Linked DNA regions of Mus musculus: regions 2, 3 and 4 are each linked to region 1. The links are chromatin contacts, called in public Hi-C and Micro-C maps. All regions are on one chromosome and are shown on one strand. Each heading gives the region's core, a stretch centred on a gene start, on an enhancer-like site or on the middle of the called end of the contact. The rest is flanking DNA. Distances are from core to core; before and after follow the strand shown.

What was found. A called contact is a pair of places that touch in the nucleus more often than the background predicts.
Region 2: a Micro-C map of embryonic fibroblasts shows a contact between it and region 1, with 3 times the contacts expected there. The contact joins the promoter of Cc2d2a here to the promoter of Prom1 in region 1. A contact is called at or near these places in 6 of 39 promoter capture datasets (the 3T3-L1 cell line, cranial neural crest, embryonic stem cells and 3 more), 1 of 15 datasets of contacts at CTCF or cohesin (pro-B cells), 12 of 484 Hi-C or Micro-C datasets (adipose-derived mesenchymal stem cells, embryonic fibroblasts, embryonic stem cells and 1 more), 6 of 115 datasets of contacts at active chromatin or transcription factors (embryonic stem cells, pancreatic cancer cells and stem cell-derived neural progenitor cells) and 3 of 9 other capture datasets (adipose tissue, liver and macrophages).
Region 3: a Micro-C map of embryonic stem cells shows a contact between it and region 1, with 2.4 times the contacts expected there. The contact joins the promoter of Fbxl5 here to the promoter of Prom1 in region 1. A contact is called at or near these places in 1 of 39 promoter capture datasets (liver), 2 of 484 Hi-C or Micro-C datasets (both in embryonic stem cells) and 1 of 115 datasets of contacts at active chromatin or transcription factors (pancreatic cancer cells).
Region 4: a Hi-C map of nephron progenitors shows a contact between it and region 1, with 3 times the contacts expected there. The contact joins the enhancer-like site here to the promoter of Prom1 in region 1. A contact is called at or near these places in 4 of 39 promoter capture datasets (hippocampal neurons, liver, neutrophils and 1 more), 2 of 484 Hi-C or Micro-C datasets (embryonic stem cells and nephron progenitors), 2 of 115 datasets of contacts at active chromatin or transcription factors (bone marrow-derived macrophages and pancreatic cancer cells) and 1 of 9 other capture datasets (liver).

The regions. Positions count from the first base shown.
Region 1 is chr5:44,100,057-44,103,173 of GRCm38.p6, forward strand. It overlaps Prom1 (prominin 1), which reads right to left and starts at 1,680. Exons shown (of 28, transcript NM_001163577.1): 1 at 1,592-1,680.
Region 2 is chr5:43,660,956-43,664,072 of GRCm38.p6, forward strand. It overlaps Cc2d2a (coiled-coil and C2 domain containing 2A), which reads left to right and starts at 1,424. Exons shown (of 38, transcript NM_001359906.1): 1 at 1,424-1,604.
Region 3 is chr5:43,780,543-43,783,659 of GRCm38.p6, forward strand. It overlaps Fbxl5 (F-box and leucine-rich repeat protein 5), which reads right to left and starts at 1,607. Exons shown (of 11, transcript NM_001159963.1): 1 at 1,423-1,607. The coding sequence starts at 1,506.
Region 4 is chr5:43,806,767-43,809,883 of GRCm38.p6, forward strand. No RefSeq gene overlaps it. Among named protein-coding and RNA genes, the nearest start is that of Bst1, 11 kb to the right of the region's middle. Within about 2 kb of position 1,410, at least 314 of the 459 cell types and tissues checked have an H3K27ac peak or open chromatin away from gene starts, as enhancers often do. A contact at or near this core is called in bone marrow-derived macrophages, embryonic stem cells, hippocampal neurons and 5 more, where this site is marked.

The DNA of each region.
Region 1 (3,117 bases), core at 430-2,929:
TGTGACAGTGACAGTTGCTTCACTCTGTGAAGTGGGCTTTTGCATGGGGTTGACGGGTTAACATGCTAACAGGTAAAGAACTCAGCACAGTGTGTGCTGTTCATAAAGTTCTGATGCTCCAGACGAGCCACCGTGAACCTCTTAGGCTCCATGCAGACAGACGCCAGCTCCGTAGTGCTTCAAAGAGGTAAATTCACAAATGAATAAGAAAAATAAGTAGTCCGCCAAGCCGGACTGTATGAATTTGCCAATATTCAATTGGTCAATCAAAAAAGTTCTCACATGGCTCAAAGCAAATTCATTGTTCAAGTTGTTTGGGTCTCTAGTGAGTTAGGGTGGAGGGGTCCACAAAGGACTTTAACCGTTCGCTTGCTTAACAAAGGCCAGCAACCGCCCACAAGAAGCCGAGCAAACCATTCTCCGCCTGGGCATGAGAAAAGTCCACAACTGAACAAGAGAGCAACAGAGCGAGCTCCCGGAGGAAGCAGTAGCTGCAGGAAGCGCCGGTACCTTTGCTCCGCTGCCTTTCCCTACAAGCTGCCGCCAGACCCGGCGCCCTCCTGCCCACCTTCCCCCCTTCTCAGGGGCCTTTCCCGGGCTGCGGAACACAAAAGAACCGACTGCGAGGCGGCGCGCGAAGCTGGGAGCCTCCAGGAATCCGCCGTCGCCTGGGGGAGGGGATCGCCCCTGAGTCCTGTAGTCCGGAGCGCCACCAAGGCATTTCCCCACCCAGTCCTGTTTGAACGCCGGGTTGAGGATTGGAACCTCTCCGACCCATTCTCGGGAACTTAGCTCGAGCCCCGATCCTCCAGCAGCCACGAAGCTCTGCTCAGTCCACATTCCTCTTTGTTGTCCCTGGTCCCCGCATTCTGTCAAGGTATGCCCTGAGCGCTCCTGCTCTCCATCTCTAGGAAAGCTGAAATTCTCGGTGCTGTGTGACCCTAAGGGCTGACTGGAGCCAGGACTTCCAGCCCGGGTGCGTGCGCTTGGCAACGGCCGCAGGGAGGCGGTTTGCCCTTGCACCGGCATCGCCCTCCCGCTGCGGCCAGTAGCACTGTGAGCTGCACATAGGTAGCAGATGGTGGCTGGTGGCCGGGAGTCCCACGTCCTGTCCCCCTCCCCCAGCCTACCCCCCACCTTGGCCTTTCCTGGAGTTTTCCTTACCGCAAAAGAGTTCTCAAGACCCAGACCGAACCTCCTCTCGCCGCCCTTCCCGAAAGCGGGCCGGTGGCCTGAAAGTCTCACCGCCTCCTGCTCTTGTCTCCGGAACCCAGCGACCTCCACCCCTCCACAGGATGGAAGGAGTACCGGAGCGGAGCAATGTGCCGCGGAGAGGAGCCGGCCACCGCCGCGGGAAAAAGTTTGCACGCTCTATAACCAGTCCTCCAGACCCTGGGCTCGCCCACTGGCCGAGACCCACACCACCCTGCAGCCCCTCCAGCTTCGGGAAGACAAACTAGGTTCCCGCCACCTGCTGTGGAGGCAGAGGAAGACGTTGCTCGAGCTTCTCCACTCCTCATCCCTGCCCTGGGTGTTCTAGAAGAGGGGGAGCTCAGCGCCCCGCGCTGGGTCGGCACTCGGAGCAACTCACCTCTCCGGTCCAGCTCTCCTCCGGGTCTCGGAACCCTCCAGCCCCTCGCCTCTAAGCTGGGCTCCTTCCACTTAATTCATGAATTATTTAAGGTCCAGCCCCAGGGCACCACAAGAGTGATTGGGTGAGAGCCCGTCCCACTGCTCCGCCCCGGGTTGGCTAAGGGTGCCTGAGTCAGGACCACGGGACTCCAGGACTCTGGGAACCTGTTGCGTCCTCTAGGGTCTCTGGCAGAGGTTTGGGGATGGAACTAAAGGAACACCGACTCCTTCAGAAACGTACTTACTCAGGGCTGAGCTTAAGGCCAGGTGCCGGGGTCTCCACAAGGCTCGGTAATTTAAAGAGCAGGAGCCTAGGGCTCTGAGTCTGAGCGCACTGATTGGACCTTCTGAGAGGCTACAATGCCCTGGGGACACCCACGGGACAGAGCATTTATTTCCTGCTGAAATCCCTGCTCAGTCCCAGAACACCCTTCTCTATCACCTAATCCTAAATCGCTGCTTGGAAGGCCGCTAGCTCCTAAAATCTCTAACCTCCACACTTTCCTGGCTCTTTAGACACGATACCGGTACTCAGTGCATTTTATTTAAAACAACTAAAAAACAAACAAACAAACAAAAATCATCTAAGGGGGAGAAAAATTGGCTGTAGTGTATCCCTGTGCTATCAGGGACAAACACAACGCTGGTCCTTTTGATCAATTACATTCCTGGATTCAACCAAAAGTGGGTAGAGAATAGACCAAGGAAGAATAGCGCCTCTGGGACATTTTTACCATCAAAGGATGCGTATTAATTGTGTGCGGGTTGTTAGGTAGATGGACGGAGAGATGAAAGAATGGCTGCACAGATGTTGGAAGAATAGGTATGTGGACACATGGCCTTTTAAAAATAGTTTACGTGTATGAATGTTTTGCCTGCATGAATGTATGTGTAGCACTTTACCGTGGAGTTGGTCAAAAGAAGGTGTTGGCTTCCCTGTCACTGGAGTTACAAAGGGTTGTGAGCTGCCATACGGGCTGGGTGCAGGGAATTAAACTCTGCAAAGAGGGAGTGCCTCTGCCAAAACAACCGATGCTTTATACCACTCACCAATCTCCCCAGCCCTGACAAATGAACTTTAATTTAGTAATTTTCTCACCACAAAATATAGCATACACTGAGGATGGGCAGGGGAAGGTGAAATTGAAATTGACCTCTACACGGCGAAGGTGTAGAAAGAGTTCATTCAGAAAGACCACTGAGAAACCACGGAAAACTGAAGCAAGCAGTGTTGGAGTACTAGAGAAGTCTAAGATGGCCAGTTCTCCCCTTTACAGTCTCCTGGGCTCCACAGCTTTCCTGCTCAGAGGCAGACAGGCTACTGAGGATGGTGTTAGCTTGAGACTTGAGTTCTCTCTCCTGGGAGCTCCTAGCTGTCCCCGAGCTGCCTATTTTACCAGCATGGGCACTCATGGCCTTATCACTCTGAATCCAGCTTCTGTGTCTGCAAACCAGCACAGGGCTGGCTACCCGTACTCCTTCTCG
Region 2 (3,117 bases), core at 174-2,673, 440 kb before region 1:
AGAATATCACAATGGATATAAATTTGTTTCTTGGGCTGGGAAAAAAATGACTCAATCAATAAGATACTGGCCCAGAATAAATACTGAGCTCAGGTCTCCAGCACCCACATAAAAAGCCAAGTGGCTACAGGCATCTATATTCCCAGCACTGGGGATACAAAGACAGACCAATCAACCAAACACAATCAGCAGCAGTCTCCAAAAACAGCATTCTCCAAACATCAGGCTCCAAAAGAGACCCTTTACTGGGGTTTTCCCTGGAAGGAAGGTTGTGGCATGGTAAGTGTGCTGGTGGGTTTAGAATTAAATAATTTGACTTGTTTCAGAATATTCTGGATCATAGACATGCTCCCTAAGCACCTGCCTCCAGAGTGACTTAGAGCAGAGGGGTACTTCTTGGTGATTGCAGTAGATGGAGATGCCAGCTTGGGGTCAGTTAGTACGTATCAAAGAGAATATATGCATTTCCTTGGAGTCATTTATTGTCTCTAGGAATTAGTTAGCTTCAGAGATCTATCTAAGACCCATGCAGTGAATGCCAGAGCTTTAGGGATACAGAAAATAGGGGCTGGGAGATAGTTCTATTAGTAAAGGGCTTTTCATCACACAAGCATGAGGACCTGGCTTTGAAGGTGGCTAACACTCAGCATGGTGGCCCACGTTTGTTCTATCAGCACCAGACAAGCTAAGACAAGCAGGGATCTGGAGTTAGGCAGGCAGCCTAGCCTAATCACCAAATGCCAGCTTCCAGTCAGAGGTCTTGTCTAAGAAACAAAATGGCAGGCTTCTGAGGAACAACACTTGGGGTTAGGAGGCCGCGGTCTGTGGAGTTCCTTGATCTGTGGTTGTCTTTGGCCTGTAGAGTCTGAGTCTGCTTACTACTGTTCTCACTACTTGGCCTTTTCTCCTGGTTTCTTGCCTTTTTTTTTTTTTTTTTTTTTTTTTTTGAGCCATCTTGTCTGTATCCCTGCTGGGCCGCTGGGTCATTTGTAGTGAAGAGTTGAAGAAACAGAGGTTAGGCGTGTGCGGTCCAGCTTCTGTGCACAGCCAGCCAACATCCCTAATGCAACACACGCTGGAGCTCTGATAGCTCTGATGCCCGGCCACATAGTCTTTGCTACTGCTTACTAGGCAGCTCCACACAACATGGCCCCTCCTGATTCTAAACCACTCTACTTATCAACACCTTCTGTCCTTGACCCAACAGGCCATGCAACCCAGAGACATAAGGCAGGACACCCTGCTGAGAGCCTGAGTCCTCTCTGCTAGGCTGCCCAGTTGCTTTCCCTTTGTCTCTCTTCAGCACGTTATTTTTCCACTGCTTGCCCAGCAAGCTCATATTCCAAGTCTTAAAAGTAAACTGCCACTTTAAAAAAAAAAAGCGGCCGCCTAGTGACCTTCCCTGGGAACTGGTTGCTAAGCTGGTGTTTTTTTTTAAACCCTGAGATATGGCTGCAGCTTCCCAGGGAGTAACCTCTCTTACCCCAGCCCACCCTTTCGCTCATTTCTAAAAGGTTCTCTGGCTTGACACAACTGGTCTCTCATCTCATCCCTTCAGCCCAGCAAGTGGAATCTGCAAACTTCGTTTTGTAGAGTGGACGAAGGTAAATCAGTCTTTAACAGAGACAGGCTGCAGTGTCCTGCTTTCCTCTCCTTTCCGTTCCGGCAGAGAAACCAGCCCCTCCCTGGTGCAGTGAGAGTGGAATGAATGCTTTGTAACGTTAGGGACTCTCATCTTGCTAACATTAGAGACCCTTCATCTTGCTTGCAGTTTCACTCTCTCAATGCAAAGTGGGGGCACTGCAGGGACAGCTCTGATTTCAGCTGCTGTCTGGCTTGCAGGGGAAAAGCAAACCGGTTCACAGAGAGCCTCTCTGGTCAGTGTGCTGCTAAGCACTAGCTGCGTGTTGCTTTCGGGCCTTTAGTTTAAACTGCTCCGGGGAAGGGGAGGGCGGGCCGGAGGGAGTACTCTCCGTGTGGCGAGCTCCACTTTTCTTGTTATTGGACAAAGAGCTCTGAACCGCAGGGCTGAGGTCTGCCAAGCTTTCAGAAGTCTACTGGCCATCAGCTCAGCTGTTTTCATTTTAGGTGCTATGAAATGCTAGGTGCTATGAAATGCTAATAAAATCTAATGAGAAATACATGTCTGCTATTGCATTTTATATAACATTTCTGCAAATAAGTGTAACGACAGCATGCTTTGTATAGAGGGGAACTGTATATGGATAGAGAAAATATGTGCATATATGTATACATAGAGATAGAGAGATATGCACATATATAAACATAGATCAATCTGTATATAGATAGTTGGCCTAGAGTTCACTTACAGAGTCATTTATTCAAGTTTTTAGTGAGCATCAATGATGCAGCAGATGAAGAACTCAAGTTTACAGTGTACAAAACCAACTTAGACCAGGTCCAGTGGTGAGACTTTGCTGGGGAAGCAGATGTAGAAACAGATAATGAGATCAGTGACAAAACAGACTTGTAAAAAGGTCTAAAGAGCTTGGCCCACAGCGGGACTCCTGCCATAGAGGTGCTTCCAGCACCCCCTGTGCAGCTGAGCAATCCCATGAGCAGAGCCTGGGTGCTGACCTGGCCTCATCAAGTGAAAGGTGTCCCGTCCATCTGATTAAATGACCACACACAGCTGTGTCACTCACCTGGTACCCTAGAAGCTGGGGCTAGAGTAACTTGCTGCTACATAATTAATCATTAAAAAGGCACAGGATGGCTCCTGAGAGTTCACAACTTTGAGCGGGCCCTCCCACTCGAAAGGAAAAGCCTCGTCTCTGAAGAGAGAAAGTGAGCATGCGTGGAGGGGAGGAGGTTCCAGCAACATTTTAAACAGACGAGGGAAAACAAGTGTCCTGGTCCTGGCTGGAGGAAGGGGAGAAGAGACTTGTGTATGGCTGTCAGGGATGGGTGACAAAAACTAAAGAGAGTAAAGGGATAGCACTCAACACCCTAAGGTTTTCTTATGGTTCTCTTCCATCTCTGAACCTCTGTTTCCCCTCTCCATCCCTTCCTCCCACCTCCCCTCGCAACCATGACCTCTTCATCTGACCATCCTGGTTGGTAAAAAGATACTCTAAAGACACATTTGTGTATCTC
Region 3 (3,117 bases), core at 357-2,856, 320 kb before region 1:
TCCTGAAATTAAAGGGTAGTGCAATGAAAAAAAAAATCAAAAGGCAGGGAGATTACAAACAACACAACCACTAAATGAGAACTACCGCGAGTATACATACTCTTCTGCTCAAGGCTTAGCCAGTCCTTAAGCCTCCCCTGGGAAGGTGGTACTCACCATTGCTGGGCCCCACTCTCACTGAGAGCTCTAAACTGTACTTGACATCTGGGTTCTATGCTCAGAGATTCCAATTTGAGTTAGGGTTCAGCCATCAGGATTTTAACAGCAAGCTTGGGCAACCAAGTAGTGTGAGCCATGAGCCTATGGTCTTGGTGTTTAAAGGTCCACTGGCTTAGGACTAACTGGGTTTGAGTTTATTGGTTTGTTTGTTTTTCTTTTCCCAAAATGGAGGGAGAGGACTGTGCAGCCAAGATGCTAAGATCCTACACTTCAAATTGCTGGTCTTCCCGTGGCCTACCAGGGAAGACATTGGCCTCCTTCCTAGCACCTCTCCAGATTGAAAGACAACTCTTGTTTGCTGTTAATAGTGGTGCTAATTCCACGTAATCTCTGATAATTCAATTTATTTTTACGTTTAAGTTAATAATTACTTAACAGCTATTTATTTGGTTCACCTTTTTTGCAAAACATATGACTGCCCAGAATTTACTCATATATGATCTTCCGAACATAAAGTGACAATTCAGAGTTTTCAGCATCATTAGAAAAAGGTTCCCAACTCATCTTCACAAGAGTGCTTCTTCAACTTCGGCTACACCCATTAAAAGTCCAAAGTGAGTTCCACTGCAAGGCAACTTTTCCTAGGGGCCCCTCTCATTTGCTTCCAGTAAAAAGTCCAACAGAGGAACAAATTCTACAAGGAATAAAGTATCCAGGAAAAATAAAAACTGGAAGGAAAAAAAGAGTAACCAGGAAAGAGGAGTGCAGGTCTTCCCAGTCCGTGTACCGGGCTTGTGTACGGAACCAAACCAGTGCAAAGCAGGCAGGTAAAATAAGCCTGCTCCAGGGGCTGCAAGACGCTGCCTGTGGAGCCAGGAAGCAAGTCAAGAGGTCCAGAGAGAGGATGCAGTGTTTGCAGAGCGACTAAAAGAGCCCGAAGGGACCGGGCGAGCGGTGCTGTGGCTGCGAGTAACCGCAGAAGCGGCCTGCGGACGGGGAGCGGGCACCCCGCGGGCGGCCGAGCCGGACGGCCGGGAGCGCCCCTCACCCCGGCACAGGTCAGTCCCGCGAGCGCTCGTCCCAGGCCGCGGCCAGCGCGGGCTCCCGGGACCCCGGTGGGAAGGTTCGGGAGCCGCGCGGGTGCCGGGGCGCGGGCGACGGGCTCGCGCGGCGCCAACGCGGGGGTTGCGGGAGGCACGCAGGCCAGGCCTCCCGGAACCCGGCCGCTCCTCCGCGGCCGCCCTCCGCCCCGCGCTCCTTTACCTTGTCGCAGTAGCGCCCCACCAGCTGCTTCATCCGCCAGTGCGGGGCGGTGAAGACGTCCACTTCATCGGGGAAGGGCGCCATCGCCACTGCCTCAGCGTCCGCCTCAGCAGCCGCGGCCGCCGCCTCTCCATAGACACCCTCGCCGCGGGGCAGAGGCGGCGCGCCCCCCTGCGCATGCGCCCGCCCCGTCGGCGCGCGCGCCCGGGCGGTTCCGCGGGGCCGTGACGCGGGGGCGCGCGGGCCGCCGCCATGCGGTGCCGCGGCCCACGTGACCGGCGCGCGCGCTGAGGCGCCCAGAGCTCTCTCCTCCGGTGGGCATGGTCGTCCCTGGTCCCTTGCGTTACATCTCTTAAAAAATCGCACTGTCCCAGGGCGAGGGTCTTCAAGGGCGCTTCTCCGGGTGCCTGGCCTTGAGGCAGGGACCTGCGTGACCAGATCGAGCCTGCGTGCTCTGGACGGGCGGGCTGTGCGCGCGCCGAGCCCTCAGCCGCCTTTGCTGCCTCGTTCGGGTTTTGCTAGGCCTGGGATGCTGGCTCTGGGCCTAGCATGGCCTCTCCCCTGCGGCTGAGAGCTGGGGACCTGGCAGCCCCTCCTCACCCCTCCTGGCACGGAGCAGAGTGGGATGGTGGCCCTGGGGAACTGGAAACACCAGAGGGAGGACCAACACCTCAGATCAGGAACGACAGTCCCAGAGCGGCCAGATGAGCCTGCGGGGGTTTGGGGGGGGTGGGGGGGGCGGGGAGCCATCATGGCTGTCTAGTAGGGAGAGAGCCTTAGCACAAATCCCGCCATTTTAAGCCGAGGAGGCTCAGACAGGAAGAAAGGGCCATAAATGAGGTCACTGCCTAGAGAAAGGCCAGTGCACGTCACCTGTCCTCATCTAAGCCCTCCAGTAGACTTTTCCCAAGTATCAGAGCCGGCTCTCACCCCGTGGCTTTAGAATTCGTGGAAAAATGGGAGAAACACGGGCAAGGCTGAGAACCTGGGAAGGGTGTGTCGTTTTCTCAACAACCATAAACTTTGAACAGTAAGCAGAAGATATGCTACATTATTCACCTTTGTATTTCCTACCCCAAATTCATGTCAATGGTTAAAAGGAACCAGACTCTCAGAAAATGAATAAAAAGATACTTCTATTAGTGCAGCTAGTTCTGGTTACCTTTTGATATTAACATGCAAATTGAGCTGGAAAACAGACTCTGGAGATGAAGCTTAGGTTCATGGTTTCACCAAACTCTAGTTGTACTAACCTTGGAGAGCGACCTGACTTCTGTGTTCTGACCGCAGTATTCTCTTATGTAAAATGAGATGAGGGGAATAAATAACCTACTTCATAAGATTTTAAGGAAAACGGAGTACGTGTATTTTTGAAGTGCTAATAGGAATACCTCATCACGAATACTCCCTGTAAACAATGTTAGAGAAAACAGCTATGACAAAGGAAATTAAGACATTGCCCAGGATTTCACAAATCAGTACATAAAATTCTGGCCAAATGTATCTAGATCTGACGATAAGTTTGTTCCTGTGTACTGTATTAGTTGGAACAAAGAGGTGACTGAAGAAAAAGAAAAAGAAAACAACAACAACAAAAATAGCTTACAGAACTGATAAGTCTTGACAGATTTCTCCCTCCCTCTCCACCCCATTATTCTTCTTTCCTCTGTTCCCTTCTCTGTTTCCCTCTTTTCC
Region 4 (3,117 bases), core at 160-2,659, 290 kb before region 1:
TAGAGGGGTCAAGAACCAGGAAAATAGGGTCCATGGAATCCACTAAGCAGAGCTCATAGATTTCACAGAAACCGAACCTGAAACCACAGAACCTGTCTGGGTTTGAACCTGGCCCACTGCATCCAAGCTGAGGTTGTTAAGCTTGAGGTTTTTGCTAGACTCCTGGCAATGGGAGTGGGGGAGTGGGAGCAGTTTGGCCTGCTCGGGGACCCCTTTTTCCTACTGGGTTGCATCGCCAAGCCTTGATGTGAGGGTTTATGCCTACTCTTACAGCGTCCTGTTATGGCACGTTTGGTTGGTATCATGTGGTGGCAGGCTCTCTTCTGAACAAAGAAGCAGCAGATGTGGGAGAGGGGAAGTTAGGGGTGGAGACTGGGAGGAAGGGAGGGAGTGAAAGCTGATGTATGAGAAGTAGATGCATGGTATGAGAGAAAAAGGAGAAAGGGAAATCTCAAAAAGGAAGGAAGGGAGGGAGGAAGGGAGGGAGGGAGAGAGAGAGAGGGAGGGAGGGAGGGAGGGAGAGGGAGGGAGGGAGGGAGAGAGAGAGAGAGGGAGGGAGGGAGGGAGAGAGAGAGGGAGGGAGGGAGGGAGAGAGAGAGGGAGGGAGGGAGGGAGAGAGAGGTAAATGTCATATAAAGTTTGAATTGAGATTCAAACTTCTGTGCCCAACTTTTTTTTCATTATAAAAAGTGTGTGTGTGTGTGTGTGTGTGTGTGTGTACAGGCCTAGAGGCCAGAAGAGGGTGCTGGATCCCCTAGTATTGGAGTTACTGGTGGCTTTGAGCCACCTGAAGGAAGTGCTGGCAATCCTCTCCAAGATTAATACATGCTTTTAGTCACTTTATCTACTTCTTGAACTGTAATGAAAGACTGCAGCTACATTAAACAGAAAATAATTATGGGTTGTGACAGAGATGCATTCATTTGTACTTACTAGTTAGTGATTTCAAAATGTGTTTTATTAAAAATCATTACAGGGAAAGATACATATGTACATCTAATTAATGAATTTATAGGTTTTTTTTTTTTTAATCAATGGTTGTCTTAACCTAAAAGGCCACACAAGACTACTGTGATTATCAAAAACACTATAGTATTCTAAGTAAATAGACAAGGTAAACCGGAATCCAAACGTCAACAGTCTCAGAGATACTCGCACAGGGGCTGTGCGTCACTCTGGGATTTATTAGGATTTATCGCCTGGGTCGCGGCTGATCCTGGAAGCGGAGTGGATCCACCATCAGCCGGTGGCTCTGGCGCTGCTGCTGCTGCTGCGACAGCCCGCCTGAGAGCCCTTGTTCATCAGCAGCTGCTTCTCCCCGGCCCACGCGCTCGGAGCTGCAGCTCGCGACCGTCCCCTCAGACTCAGCCCTGGCAAGCCCGGTTTCCGCCGGGCTTCAAATCACTCCCGCGAGAGGAGATGCTTCCGCGGTAACGCGGCGAGAACGCCTGGAGCCGCCGAGGACTTCGTGCATGCGCTCAGGCCGATCCGGCTCCCGGCTCCCAGCTCCGCACTAGCCGGCGTTTGGGGTTGATGCGCGGGCAGGTTCAACTGCAGGGTTTTGGGTTAAGTTTGTCTGCAGCTGGGCGTCTGGTGGAGGAAAGGCTGGTTATAATGGAGCTGGATCCGAAAAGGTGACCTTCTGGATTTACTCAGAGATAAATTAAGTTCTGATGGAAGAAGAGTGAGGTAATATTCTGTATCCCAGAGGACAGATGCACAGATCAGCTCCTTTAATGAGGCTGAAGTGCTTTGGAGTCTTAGCTGGGTCCCTGGAGGTCCGGGAGCCATCAGTTGGGGGTCTCCTGGGAAGATGTTTACATTCTAATACTCCTACAGCTGGCACCTGGAAGTTACTATCTGTAAGATTCCCTGTATTCGGACAATATAGATGACGAAGGAGAAGACAGGTGATGGAGCCGGGCTTTAAAGTCACTAAGTCTTAATGAATGCTTTTAAAACATAATAAGATCATTTTACAAACAAAAAAACAAACAAACAAACAAAAAACAAGTCAGAAGAAACACTATGTATACTTACCCAACTGGAGAAATAAATGCTAAAAAACAATTGAAGTCCTTAGTCATTTGATCTATTCCCATCACTTTGCTCATGAACCTCTCTTTCTTGCATAGTAACTACTTCCCACATATGTTTATGTTTAATTCTTAAGTTAACATATCCTGTGTGGTGTTGTGAATTTTAGGCCAGGAATTTATATTTTCTTTATACCTATTTTGTCCACATAATATTACTTTCAAGGTTTTTCTTGTAGCTCTACTTCATACTATTGGGAACACGCAAAAGAAACTTATTCTAAATGTTATCACTTCGTTTTCAGACTCCATTTAATCATAGGGGAAGATACATTCAAGGACCCAGGCCCTAGGAGAGTTGGGGCCTTCCCCCAAACTAAACATCTTCTATTAGAAAAAAATAATGATATTTTTTTTAAAAAAATAAGGAGATAGTTGTCTGAGTCTAGACATCTCAAGGACAACTTCCCCATCTTGCTGGCAATGTCAGACATGGAAGTTCATGTTCCCTAGAACCTCTTCCTATCCTAATGGATGGAAACTCTCTTACTCAACCTTTTACATCAAAATACGACTGGACAGTGTTACAGCCCACCCTGCTCTCCCTTGCTTTGTGGTTTCATCCTTTAAATATGCTGTGTAATGTCCCTTCAAGGTCACACTTCAGCTCCCAAGTCTATTCTGTGGTCCTGATCTATCAATAGTGTTTTGATTACAATAAATTTTTGTCATCTGCATTGACATGGTGTTTGAGTTAGGTTGGATTTAAGTCGACCCCACAATAATACAGACCACTCTGCACATGTTTACTGACAACGATATCCACTGTGTTTTGTTTTGTGTCTCTAGTGTCCAACACTTTAGATACTTATTTGTTGAATGTTGTAGCATTTGAGATAGGTTATAAATGGTGAAAAGGATTTCAGTTTGTATGAAAAGCAAGAAAAGGCCAGGTATGGCGGTGTATACCTGGAGAATCCAAGTCACTCAGTAGTTTGAGGTGGGGGATCACCAGTTTGAGTCCAGCCTGAGCAACGTAGTGTGACTTTATCTGGAAGAAAAGGCAGGTATTACATGCAAA